Regions from separate parts of the Manis pentadactyla genome. Here region 2 is linked to region 1. A link is a contact called in public Hi-C data. All regions are on one chromosome and are shown on one strand. The core of a region is the stretch at or near the end of the contact, and the rest is flanking DNA. Distances in the headings are between cores, read along the strand shown.

The links. A called contact is a pair of places that touch in the nucleus more often than the background predicts.
Region 2: a contact with region 1 is called in a Hi-C map of fibroblasts, with 4 times the contacts expected there. The contact joins the promoter of LOC118932395 here to the promoter of HS3ST3B1 in region 1. A contact is called at or near these places in 2 of 3 Hi-C or Micro-C datasets (fibroblasts and skin fibroblasts).

What each region holds. Positions count from the first base shown.
Region 1 is chr4:124,505,239-124,511,085 of mManPen7.hap1, reverse strand. HS3ST3B1 (heparan sulfate-glucosamine 3-sulfotransferase 3B1) reads left to right here and starts at 3,593. Exons shown (of 2, transcript XM_036925818.2): 1 at 3,593-5,361. The coding sequence starts at 4,025.
Region 2 is chr4:124,665,376-124,671,326 of mManPen7.hap1, reverse strand. It overlaps LOC118932395 (protoheme IX farnesyltransferase, mitochondrial), which reads left to right and starts at 3,102. Exons shown (of 7, transcript XM_036925820.2): 1 at 3,102-3,248. The coding sequence starts at 3,206. It overlaps LOC118932405 (a long non-coding RNA gene), which reads right to left and starts at 3,077. Exons shown (of 3, transcript XR_008997149.1): 1 at 2,571-3,077.

The DNA.
Region 1 (5,847 bases), core at 2,344-4,843:
CCCTGACTGGGTAGTTTGAGGAGCGTGTGATAAAAGGACTACTTACAGTGCCGCTGCAGCAGGGAAGAACACACTTACTTGCCTTGGCATTGGTCAGGGTGCTGTCTGCCACCCTAGGCTGGAAGCGGTCAGGGGGGCAGACATTCCAGGAAGGCTTTATGGACAGGACTTCCCAGCAGGGACGTCCAGGGAACTTCCAGGGGACGGCAGCAGCCAGTCTTTGTGACCCAGGCAAGAGGGAGCCCGGAGCATGTATCCCTCTCCCTCAATCTGCTGCCCACCATTGCTGCCCTGTTCGGCAGGCAGCAGGGACCCTCTGGGTCAAGCAGGCTGCAGTGCTGAAGAGGGATTTGGAATCGACACACAAACTTGATTCCTCAGGACACAAGCCACCAAACCAACCTGGGCGTCAAGCTTCGTTTATCTGTAAGAAAAGAGCAATCACCCCTCTTTTGTGATCTGAAGAGGGCTCCTCCTAGACGGTAGCGCTTACTGGGAGGACCCGCTGCATAGAGCCCCAGCGTCGCGGCGCGGGTGCAACTGAGACCCATGCGCCCGCGGTCCTACCGGCGCAGATGGAGCTCGGCGCTGCGGAACAGCTCCTTGCTCTCGGCGGAGCCCCCAGACACTCTAACAAGGAGTTTCTGGTTCCCGCGTCGGCTTGGCCCGCGGCCGCCGCCAGCAGCTCCGGGCGCGCTGCCCGGCGCCCTCCCGGTGCGGAGGAGACCGGGTTCCGCGGCTTAGACCCGCGGAAACTGGGCCGCAGGGGTTTGGGGCTCGCCTGGAGCGGAGGGGAAACGCCCCTTCCCGGTGTGCCCTGGAGAAGAGCTGGCGCTCTGCGCGGGTCTCCGCTCCCGCCACCTGACAGCGGCCAGAGCGCCCCCTTGCGGGCGGGCATTGGAGCCGCCGCCAGGACCGTCCGCCGCAGCGGCCTCTACCAGGGCGGGGTGAGCTTGCAGCTGCGAGCGCCCCCCCCCCGAGGGGCCGCCTCGCGCGGGGAGAGGGGACGCGGGGGAGGAGGAAGGAACGGGTTCCGGTGACAGGAACTGGGGCACCGCGCCCCCGGCTCAAGCCGCCCTAGGAAATGAATGTTTGGCGGCCCCCGCAGGGTGTCCCGGTGGGGCGCGGGCCAGGGAGACTGTGAGTGACCAGGCGGAGCTGCCAGGGGGCTCGGTCAGCTGCGGCGCCTCCCCTCCCGAGCCCAGAATCAGAGGAACATCAGGTAGACAGTATCGCGGGGATCTTTTGGCTCAAGTCCCTGATTTTACCAATAGGGAGTTTTAGGGCCAGAAAGTGACCCGACTGGGGTCACACACGAGTGGCTGGCAGCAGGTCCGCAGAAAAGAGGAAAAGGAGCGGCCTCCTGAGGGCGGCCCTGTCCCTTTCTGAAGGAGAGGGGCTGCTACCAGATTAGCATCCTCAGAGGCCCCGGGTGAGCCATCCCCCGTTGGTCATCCCAAACCAACCTACCAGAATAAAACATAAGCCTTACAGGTGTGCTGAGAACGAATTATTTCCTTTATATATTTGCCAAGGGCAAAAAATTTTGAATAATTCCATCAACGGTAAACGTTTTCTCCAGGTTTGGGAGACAGCGCTTTGCTGATGGCCAGGTTCGGGAGTGGGGGAACCCAGCACTTCTAAGCAAAGGTTCAGGGCAGAGGCTCAAACTGGATTCAACGTCACCTGCGTCCAGGGTTTGAGTCTTGAGCTCTGCATCTGCAGAATGGGACGATCAGAGAGAGATGGCCTTTGTCAAGGGTAGAACCAGAAACGGCAGCCGTGCAGGGGGATTTGGGGACGCAGTCTGAGCACAGTGGGCGGAAAGGGCCACAGCGTCAGGTCGCAGTCCTGGCCCTGCTCCTCCGCCGCCGCTGCACAGTTGCCCAGGCCCCAGATGACCCTCTGGCCTCGGCGACAGAAACACCTCGGCGCACCGAGAACTGCCTCAAATGTTGTCGCCGGCGGAACAGAATGTGCGCGGGGTGGGGGCGCGCGGCGGCTGGGCTCTGGGGTGCTGGGCTCTGCGGAGCGCTCAGAGAAATTTCCGAAGCCCACGCCTTTGCTTCCACTCTCTCCCTCCCTTCACCCCCGGGTGAAAAATCCTAAATATATCCGGTGGCTTCGATTTGTAATCCCTCATTTTTTTTTCTTTTTTTCTTTCACCAGGGATTTCCTAACCCTCAGGATAGACACCGTTTTTATTAGGACTATCAAATCCTTTGGGAGGGGGAAAACACTATCAGATTCACATCCAACCAGGCCTGCAGTTAGCTACGTTGGGAGGTGCAAGTTTCTTGAACACATACAAATCATAAACCCGTATTACCCGCACCCTCAAACCAACAAGTCAACAGACTCGTAGTCGCCTAAAGATGGAAGACACAACTTCATTCCCTGTTGAAATAACGTGAATTTTGAGACCCACTCTTTGGAGACGCTAACATTTTCCTCTCTCATTTCCAAAATAGAGTCGGACTAATGCTCAGAAATACATTCTTCTGTTTTAGAAGTTTAATTAAATAAAAAATTAAGGGCGCATCAGTCACTTCCGAAGAACAATACAACATCCCGGCCCTAGGGGTAAGGAAAAGCTGGAAAGAAATTCTCCTTGCGGATATGGAAGGGGTAGAAAAATCCTCTACCTAAATTATTTCCCCCTCACCAGTTTTGTAGGAAAGTGTCTTGGGCGCAAGGTAGTTACAAGGAGGTCGCGCGGAGCACAGCTCGGTGCGTGGGTCCCGGGGTGGCCGACTCCGGGGTTCGTCCCGCACGTGCTGGCACAGGAGGTGCTAACGGCAGACTGGCTTTCTCAGGGTGCTCCTGACGCGGGGGAACGGACCCGGAGTCGGGTTGCGGGGACCTGGGACACTTGGAGACGTTTACTCAAGAAGGGGGTGAGAGTGCGCGGGGGCTGGCACGGAACTAGCCTGGGACGGCGCGGCAGAGGGACAGGGCTCGGGCCAGTGGGTTGCGCTCGCTGGCGCGGACAGGGCAAGGCAGCGTGGGCGGAGGCTCGCGGTGAGTCACCTCGGGGGCGACACTCAGCCAGGGGGCCCACTGGGGTCGGGATCGGAAGCGGCATCTGTCCTGGAACCGCGCGAAGCCGGGCGTTGGAGCCCGCTGGCCCCGCCGGGGCCGCCTGCAGGGATCAAAAACTTCCCGAACACTCCCGGTAGGAACTTGAGCCTCCCAAGTTCCTCGCTCCGAAGGGACGCAGCAGGGCTCGCCCCCGCGGCCGAGCGCCCCCAGAGAGCGGTCACAGCTCCCAGAAAGGGGAGGCCCCGCCGCCCCGCGCCCGGAGAGGGTCGCTGTGGGAAGAGGACCAGGGAGAGAGACCCGAGCGGACTTCCGCAGTTCAGTAAGTGCAACTCCGTGATCGATATGCTCCGATTGACGTTTGACTTAAAAAAAAAAAAAGGGAAAAAACACCTAATAATTAGTGTAACTGGTCGGCAAACCAAACTGTTACCTAAATGAAGGCTAATGTTGTCTTGAATATTTAAATATTTATTTATTCAGGAAAATGGGGAGATGGAGTATTTGCTTAAACTTAACGTCCCCAACAAACTCATATCCGAACAAAACTTTCTACACGTGCCTTTCACACTCACTTTTCTGACAGGAAACATTTGAGGACACCATATCTCGCTGTTAATTTCTCCCTTCGCGCCCCCTGTTTCTGTACCTAAGGTAGATTTTTCCAAAGGACAGTTTACCCGGGTTCCAGTTAACCGGCAACCTGAGAGAGAGAACTCCTGCCAGAGAATAAGGAAAGAATTAAAAAAAAAAAAAAAAAAGCTGACAGGGATTTCCAAACATGCTTTCCACTTAAACTTCCAAAACCTGTGCCTGTCCCGGAGGGCGCCCCCTCCGAACCCCCGGCACAGGGTGGGCTGTTTGGGGAGCTGCAGGCACCTCCCGCCCGGGTCTTGCTCCTCCAACGTCCTCCCCACTCCACAAGATAAACTCGCATCACACGCCAGCCCGCGAAACATCTGGATGGGGACTCGTGTCCCAACGTATGGGCAGTCACAGCCTCGGCTGGCTCCTGGAGCGCGAGCGCCGAAGCGCACCGCTCGGCGGGGTGGGACACTCCCCACGCTGGGTCACTCCAGCATCCTTCCGACCATCTGCTCCTGTCACAAGCTCCTGGCTTCGCCCCTTTGAGACCGCCCCTTGCCCCACAGCCAATAGCAACCCTCGACCGCTCTCCACCGCTCCAAATCTTTTCCACACCCCTACGTTCCGGGAGCCGGTTGGCTGCCGAACCCTCAGCGGAGCGCCTGTATTTGCATGGCGCTCGGGGAGTCTGGTAGGTGGAGCGACCCGTCGCTCCGGAAGGCAGGGCCCGCCCACTCCACTTCGGTCAGGGGCTCTCTTCCTGCGCAGTTCTTCGCAGCCTCCGCGGGGAAGTGCCGGCGCTGCTCACAGGCTCGGGTCGCAGGTCCGCGAGGAGGCAGCCCCGGCGAGCCGCCGTGCGCTCCGTCTGAAGTGGCCAGGGCACAGAAGGGCAGCGTTCCGGCCCCGAGCTGGGCATCGCGCAGCAGGAACAGCCCCTCGGCTAGCAGTTGCCGCCACCCAGACTTTCTCTCCAGTTGCGTCTCCGCCCGGGCAACATGTCAGAAGCCGCCGCAGCTACAGCTGCCGCCGCCACCTGGGGAAGAGCAGTTGCAGCCGCTGCGCCGGCCACGGGCGTACGGAGTCAATAAGCCGAACTCCCCGGGTGTCCTCTCCGCGCTCACTGCTGCGGCGGGACCCGCGCCATGTGCTGAGCCATGTCTCTCGCCGCGCCCGCGGGCAGCGCATGGGGCAGCGCCTGAGCGGCGGCCGATCCTGCCTCGATGTCCCCGGCGGGCTCCTACGGCAGCCGCCGCCGCCCCCGCCAGCGGTGAGGAGGAAGCTAGCGCTGCTCTTCGCCATGCTCTGCATCTGGCTGTACATGTTCCTGTACTCGTGCGCCGGCTCGTGTGCCGCCGCGCGAGGGCTGCTGCTGCTGGGCTCGGGGTCCCACGCCGCCCGCGCCCCGCCAGCCCTGGCCACGGGTGCCGACGGGACTCCCCCCAGGCTGCCGTTCCAGGCGGTGCCAGTCACCTCGTTGAGTGCGGGCAGGGACATTGCCGAGAGCGCCGCGGGTCAGGAGGAGCAAAGTCCTGAGGCGCCGGACTCCCCAAGCCCCATCTCCAGCTTCTTCAGTGGGTCCGGGAGCAAGCAGCTGCCTCAGGCTATCATCATCGGCGTGAAGAAGGGCGGCACGCGGGCGCTGCTGGAGTTCCTGCGCGTGCACCCAGACGTGCGCGCCGTGGGCGCCGAGCCCCACTTCTTCGACCGCAGCTACGACAAGGGCCTCGCCTGGTACCGGTGAGTTTCTCCGCCAGGGGCAGGGTTAGGGGCGCCCGACGCAATCCAGACGTGGAGAGGAGGGAGACGTGGCATGTGCTGGGGAAGTGACACTGGGGGGTAGGAGGAACAGCCTCGGACCACCGGGGACAGGGAGGGGCAGAGGGACGACAGCGCGGTGCAGGCTGGGTGGTGGTGTGCAGAAACCCGCCCCAACGCGGTTCGGGGTGCACGGGGCTCCGCTGTCGCCACCACCCAGAGAAACTTTTCGAGGAGCTCCGAAGGCTCAGTGGTCCTAGGGGCCCTAGAATGAATCAGGCGAGCTCTCCTTGAAGAGGGGGCAGCGACCGGGATGCCACTTAGGGAAGCGCGCAACTCCCAAACTGTGCCCGGGTCCCAAACCAAACAATTCAGTGTTCCTCGGGATTTTTTTTTCCTCTAGGAGCCAGAGGTGTTCTGCGCCCTGCCAGTCGCGGCTTCCTCCCGTGACCACCTTTTAGAGCAGCT
Region 2 (5,951 bases), core at 1,853-4,352, 160 kb before region 1:
TCTAAAGGAGGATAAAGGCAGATCAAAGCCATGTTTATTATTACATAAAAGTCTGGACACATACACTTGGGGGGAAGCCCTAACTCTGGTGAGCAGAACTGGACCTGGTGGGACCTTGTCTGACTGGAAGTCTGGGTAGCCACCTTTTTCCTGGGCCCCTTTCCCATCAGGAACATACCCAGGCCTGTCTTGTCACCACCCACTCCCCAAATCATGGGATCAGGGAAGGAGCCGTCAGGGAGATGGGTAGGGGTGGGGAGTATGTTCCGAGAGGAAAATCTAAAGACCAGGGATCTCACGAGACCGACTCCAAAGAGATGATGTGAAGTTGAAATGTAGTCTTTTAATCCCTTTGACTATCTTTCCAAAAGCTTGACTCTGAGCAGCATGCCCAGTAATATCCATGTTGCACATCATTTCATTAGTGAAGATGCTACAGGTAGAGCATGGGACAGGACAGACAGTATGAGATGAAAAAATGCTGGCCTGGATATCTGGAGACAGAATCACTCAGAGTAAATTAACCTCTCTGGACCTCAGTTTCCAAATCTATGAAGTGAAAGTTGAGTTGCATGGATGTCTAAAGTCTATCTCTACAAATCCTACTAATCTACATTGATTAAAGGACAGAGCTTATATATGGAGTTTCCTAAAGAAACCTATCCAGGAAAACTAAGTCTAATGAAGCAAGACAGTTGCAAACTAAGTCTGATTCACCTTAGAATATGTAAAAATTGTCAATACGAACATATTCCAATCTCCAAAATCATTCATGAGTTGGGCTGTGTGTGCGTGTGCACACACATGTACAAGGCTAGCATTTCCCATGTTTTCATGGTATTTCACAAAATGGGTAGTGTTGAAAATGTTTGGAAAATAGGTTCAACAAAGTTATGACATTTTAGGTGCCTACCTAACATCCATTCCCTACTTACTCAGTTTTAACATGACTTTAATCTGATTTGGGACAGCAGTATGTTGATGTCCACAATGATCGACTCTGACTGACCTAAGCTAATCATAGCCTCCTTTGCATCTATAGGTGGCAAATATCAATGTATATAGCCATGGAACCCTCCTTTCTAGAAGCATCTCCAGAGATTAATTTTCTAGAGAGTATGCTTTGAGGCTACTGACCTAGACTTAGTGAAAAATATTCGACAGATAATTGCACTTCCTGACCAATCAAGCTAGGATGTGTTCATTTTCAAAGCATTTTTCCCAGAAAACATTTACTCTGGTTTCTCTTAATAAATGAAAACCTATGCATTCATTCATAGGTTGCCCTATGCTGCTGAGCTTTGCCCTATTCACATCTTGCCCCTATTTTCAGCAAGGATTATGCGAAGGAAAAATCTGTTGGCCAAGGAGGAACGTGTCTATTAAACTCCTTGTCTATCATAAGCCTAAAGAACTTGGGAACTTATATTTTCTGAGTAGATGAAATACAACATCCATGTAATTGACCTTTTAGATATAGCTGTGATGTAAAGTTAAAAAAAATAAAGGCTGGAATCCAGTTAATTCTCAGTTCTGGTACCAAAACCACCCGCGGTGCTTTAAAAAGAAAATTACAAGTTCCTTCCATACAATCCACACCCCTTCTGATTTAATAAGTCTGGGAGTGGCTTAGACATCTGTACTTTTTAAAGCCCTACAGGTGATTCTGATAGGCAGCCAAAGTTGAAATACTGCGCTTATAAACCACAGAAACTCTGATACTTCAAGATGAGTAGGTGTACAAGGCCATATGGTATGGTGAAAATGACATAGTAACAGGTAGCAAGGGATTTTGATCTTCGTTTTGGAATTCAGCATCTAGGTGACTTTGAGCAGATCATTTAAAACTCTTTGAGCCCTAAACATGTTACTCATAAAGATTTGTTATGGATATGAATAGTAAATGTTTATAAAAGCACTTGGAAATGCAAGGAGTTTGAAAACTTTAAACATAGCAATCAATGTTGTTTTTCTCTTCCTGGACTACCCTTTCCCCTCCTTGTATGCAGGAAAACCACTGTTCCTCAGTATGTTTAAAATATGGTGTTTAAATCTCTGAGGCCTTTCCTGACCCAGCAGAACTGTAATGCATCTGTGTTTCTGCAGTACTTTCTACATTACCCTTACCACACTGACGCCAAGGGCAACTCCTCTGACCCCCTTGGTCTAATGTAAGCTCCTACAGGATGAGGACAGTCAATTTTTTTCAGCATCCTCAGCGCCCACTAATGTTAGCTGAGGTGAACCAAAACAAGTATCCCCTTAACATAGCAGACAGACGGAAATGGCCCTTATAGAACCCAGTTACCTATTTCTCTCTTCTTTTCCAAAAGCTGGATCTCTTTTCTTCAGTGCTACTGGAACTCCAAAATTAAAAACAGATGAAGGGAACGCTGCCAAGATCTGCCCTAGTCATCACAACACTAACGATAATTTATTAGTGCCTATACGTAGTAGGCGCCTGGTTAGCCATTGGACAGCCATTATTCAGTGCTCTCAACCATCCTGTAAGTTACATACTATTATTACTCCCATCGTACCGCCGGATAACTGAGGTTCAGAGGACTTACGTCACTGGCTCAAGCAGGTCAGAAGGCCAGGAGGTGGAGTCAGGACGCGACTACCCATCTCACTCCAGAGCCGGTCTTAACCACTATTTGCACCTCCTTCATCTTCAGGTATTCTGATTCCGCTCCCTGGGGTGGTTTAGGGACAAGCACCCCAGCTCACGGGTCTTGCAGCCTGACAAGCATTGTAGCAAAACTATAACGGATCAGTTGGAAGGTGGAGGTATCGTCCCCAGAACCATTTCCTTTGGGCGACTCTGACACCAAGAAAGATCCCTAATATAACTTTAAAATGCCCGCGCGCAGCCCGCAGCCAGGCCCTGCCCGTCCCACCAAGTCACTGTGCGCGGACGAGAACGCCTGGAAAACTCAGCCTTGCCTTCGGTTATATTGGCCACACCGGTCTCCTTGCATTTCCCAAAAGGACCTCAGGCCTCCGGCCTTTGGCGTAGCACCGTCCCGCCCGCCCGGTCCCGAGCAGCAGCTCGACAACAGTACCGTTCCACGGCCCGCTCGCCGGAAGTGACGAGAAGGAAGTGTTCCCCTCCCACAGGGGGCGGGGAAGGAACATGGCGGCGCCCAGCAGCCGGTGAGGAGAGAGGGCACGGGGCTGCAGGGAGCGACCAGACTCGCGCGTTATGGCCGCATCCCCGCACACTCTCTCCTCACGCCTCCTGACAGGTACTGCACGCGCCCTCGGACACGACTTTGGAAAATTCTCCTCTTTTTGTCACGTGTAACGCCGTGGTTCCGGCTGGTTGCAACCTTGGGAGCCCTTGGCGAGGTCGGCTGGGCGCCGGTGCGGGGGAGAGACGTCTGCAGTGGCCTGAAGCGGAGAGGCCACGGAGCGAGGGTCTAGTTTTGAAGTGTGGTCGCGGTGGTCCACACCGCCTGCGTCCCCTCCCCGGAGGGGCGGTGTCTCGTTCTGCTTTGGGTTTTCATATCCTGGAGGCGGGAGGAGAGAGGACGGAGGAGAACCTTGGGGCTCCACGAGCCTCTCGGCTTAGCAGAGCCTCGGTTCTTTGCCTCTCGTAAATGACAAGGATAAGTTACCGTCGTGAGGACAGGCAAGTGTTTTGCTGTCACTCGGAAGCCTCGTTCCAGTATAAGAGGGTCATGATGACAGCTGCAGAAAGCCTGCTGAAGTCTCCCGCAGACTTTCGGCTTTCTGCGGTCAGCGAGGCCCCTCATACAGTCCTCCGACTTGAAGGGCCTGTAACCACTGTATGTTGAAGGTGGAATGCGTTTCCTTGGCCCTTTGCTGGGTTTCAGTTCCAATGCTAACCATTTCAGAGAGGCCTACCCTGACGCCCTATCTAAAGCAGAGCTCCATGCCCCTCTTCTCACATCACTGTTTCTTTCATGATGGTTAGCACAGTCTGTACTTGTTTATATGCCGGTTTATTATGTTTTTTCCAGTTGGAACTTAAACCTTGTGAAGCAAGGGACAGTTTTAGCCTGGTTTATCCCCGTGTCCCCAGTTCTCCAAACAGTACCTGGTGTGCATTGTTGTCTCTCAGTAATTATTTTTGAATGAATGAAATTTGTCTTGTGGAGGTTTTAAAGAGGAGGCTGAGAACTGTTTTGCTCCCAGAGTTCAAGATGGTAACTAATGGCTCTTGAGAAATGTGTTGCTGGTGGTCCATACTGGAGATGGATAGGAGAAGCCAGGGACTCCCGTTTGGTCAAATCCCAGAATACTTTTCAGGTCTCAGCTGTCACAAGTTCTCTGCAGCATCTGGCAATGTTGAGCACAGTGGCTCTATGAAATTCTTTTCTTTCTCTTTTCTCATAATGTTATTTTATGGGTCTCTTTTGGCCGTTTGATCTCAGGGCATATTATTTGTTTTATGGATTGAGTTTACTCATCTATAAAATGAGGCATTTGAACTAGATGATCTCAAAGGTCCCTTCTGGTTCAAAAAGAGGGGAGGAGGGTGGGAAATGAGGGGGAGTACACATGAAACAAGATTGGCTATGGTTTTGTAATTGCTGAAACTGGAGGAGAAGTAATGGGGGCTCTTTATAGTCTTTTGCTATTGTGTATGATTGAAGTTTTCCATATTGTATATAACTAAAAGGCCTGTGATTCTTCTTGATTTTTTCTTTGTTACCTTTTATGGTTACTGACAGTGAGTGTTCTTTGATCCTAACTCTATCTCTCAATTCTTAGAGAGCTCATCCTTTTTCATTACTTGAATTACCACCTTTTATGGAGGTTATTCTACTGTGCATTCCTCATACTATCTTTTCTGCCTTTCAGTTCTGTATTTTTCAGTTCTCTATAGGACAGTTTTATTTGACTGCTCAGAATTCCCCAGTTCTAGTAAGTGGACTGCGTAAGGTTCATGTGGTTTTTTTGCTGGATAAGTCTTCCAATGCTTGTGTGGGAGGAATTAAGAGGCAGCTTCCTAAAGTTATGAACATAATTGCCAAAAAAATGCTAGTAAGTAGTCTGTACAACCTAGTCTGACCCACTTGGAAGACCCGCTACAGGGGCTTGATATGGAGGCAGCATGGTGGGAAGCGGTGGCAAAAAGGTAAACGAGAACTCTGCTGGATGTCCGGAGGTCATGTCTGGTTTTGCTCCTAAAAGTTCAGAGGATTTTATAGCCATTAAAACATTGCCAGGACCTTTCAGTTATATGTCTGCTCACCTCATTTTGAAAGCCCTGTAATCATGACTCATTGTTAATGGTGAATAATGGATATGGTCAAGTTTCCAGATTTTTTATGTATCTGTTGTTAAGCCCTGTGTATCTTCAAACCTATGTTCACTTACCTAGGGCTGAAATGTCTTTCTATTTCTAGGCACTTATTCATAGAGATTGATATGTTTTGACTAAATGAAGTGTTTTCATCATTTACAAGTACAGTTTCCTAGCTTATTTTTTTTGAATTACGATTCTGTAAAAACTTTAGTTTGACCTACTTAATCTTGAGAAGTATTTTCCAAGATGGTTCTTTCCCTCAGCAAAATGCATTTGTCATCTGACAATGAATGACAAATGAACTCAAAACAGGTTTTGAAATGAAGGCCCAGAATAATAAAACCTTGATGTCTTCTGAACATAATCTTTTAGTATTGAAAAACTGTTATTCCAAAAAACAGTATCAAGGCCAAAAAGGAAAAATATACACCGTAAAAAAAAAATCCAAACAGCAACAAAAATAACACACCTTGAATATCAGAGGACTGATTTCACAGTCAATTTCAGTCAGAGGACTGATTTCATACTTCCTGTATGCGTACATAGGCACCATGTATTCACATAAGAGGAAAGCAGGCATTTCATAATTACTTGGGGTTTGAGGATGTGGGCTCAGGGAGGAACTGACTCATCTCCAGTCGAAGATCATTGCCATACATTCCAAAGGGCAGTG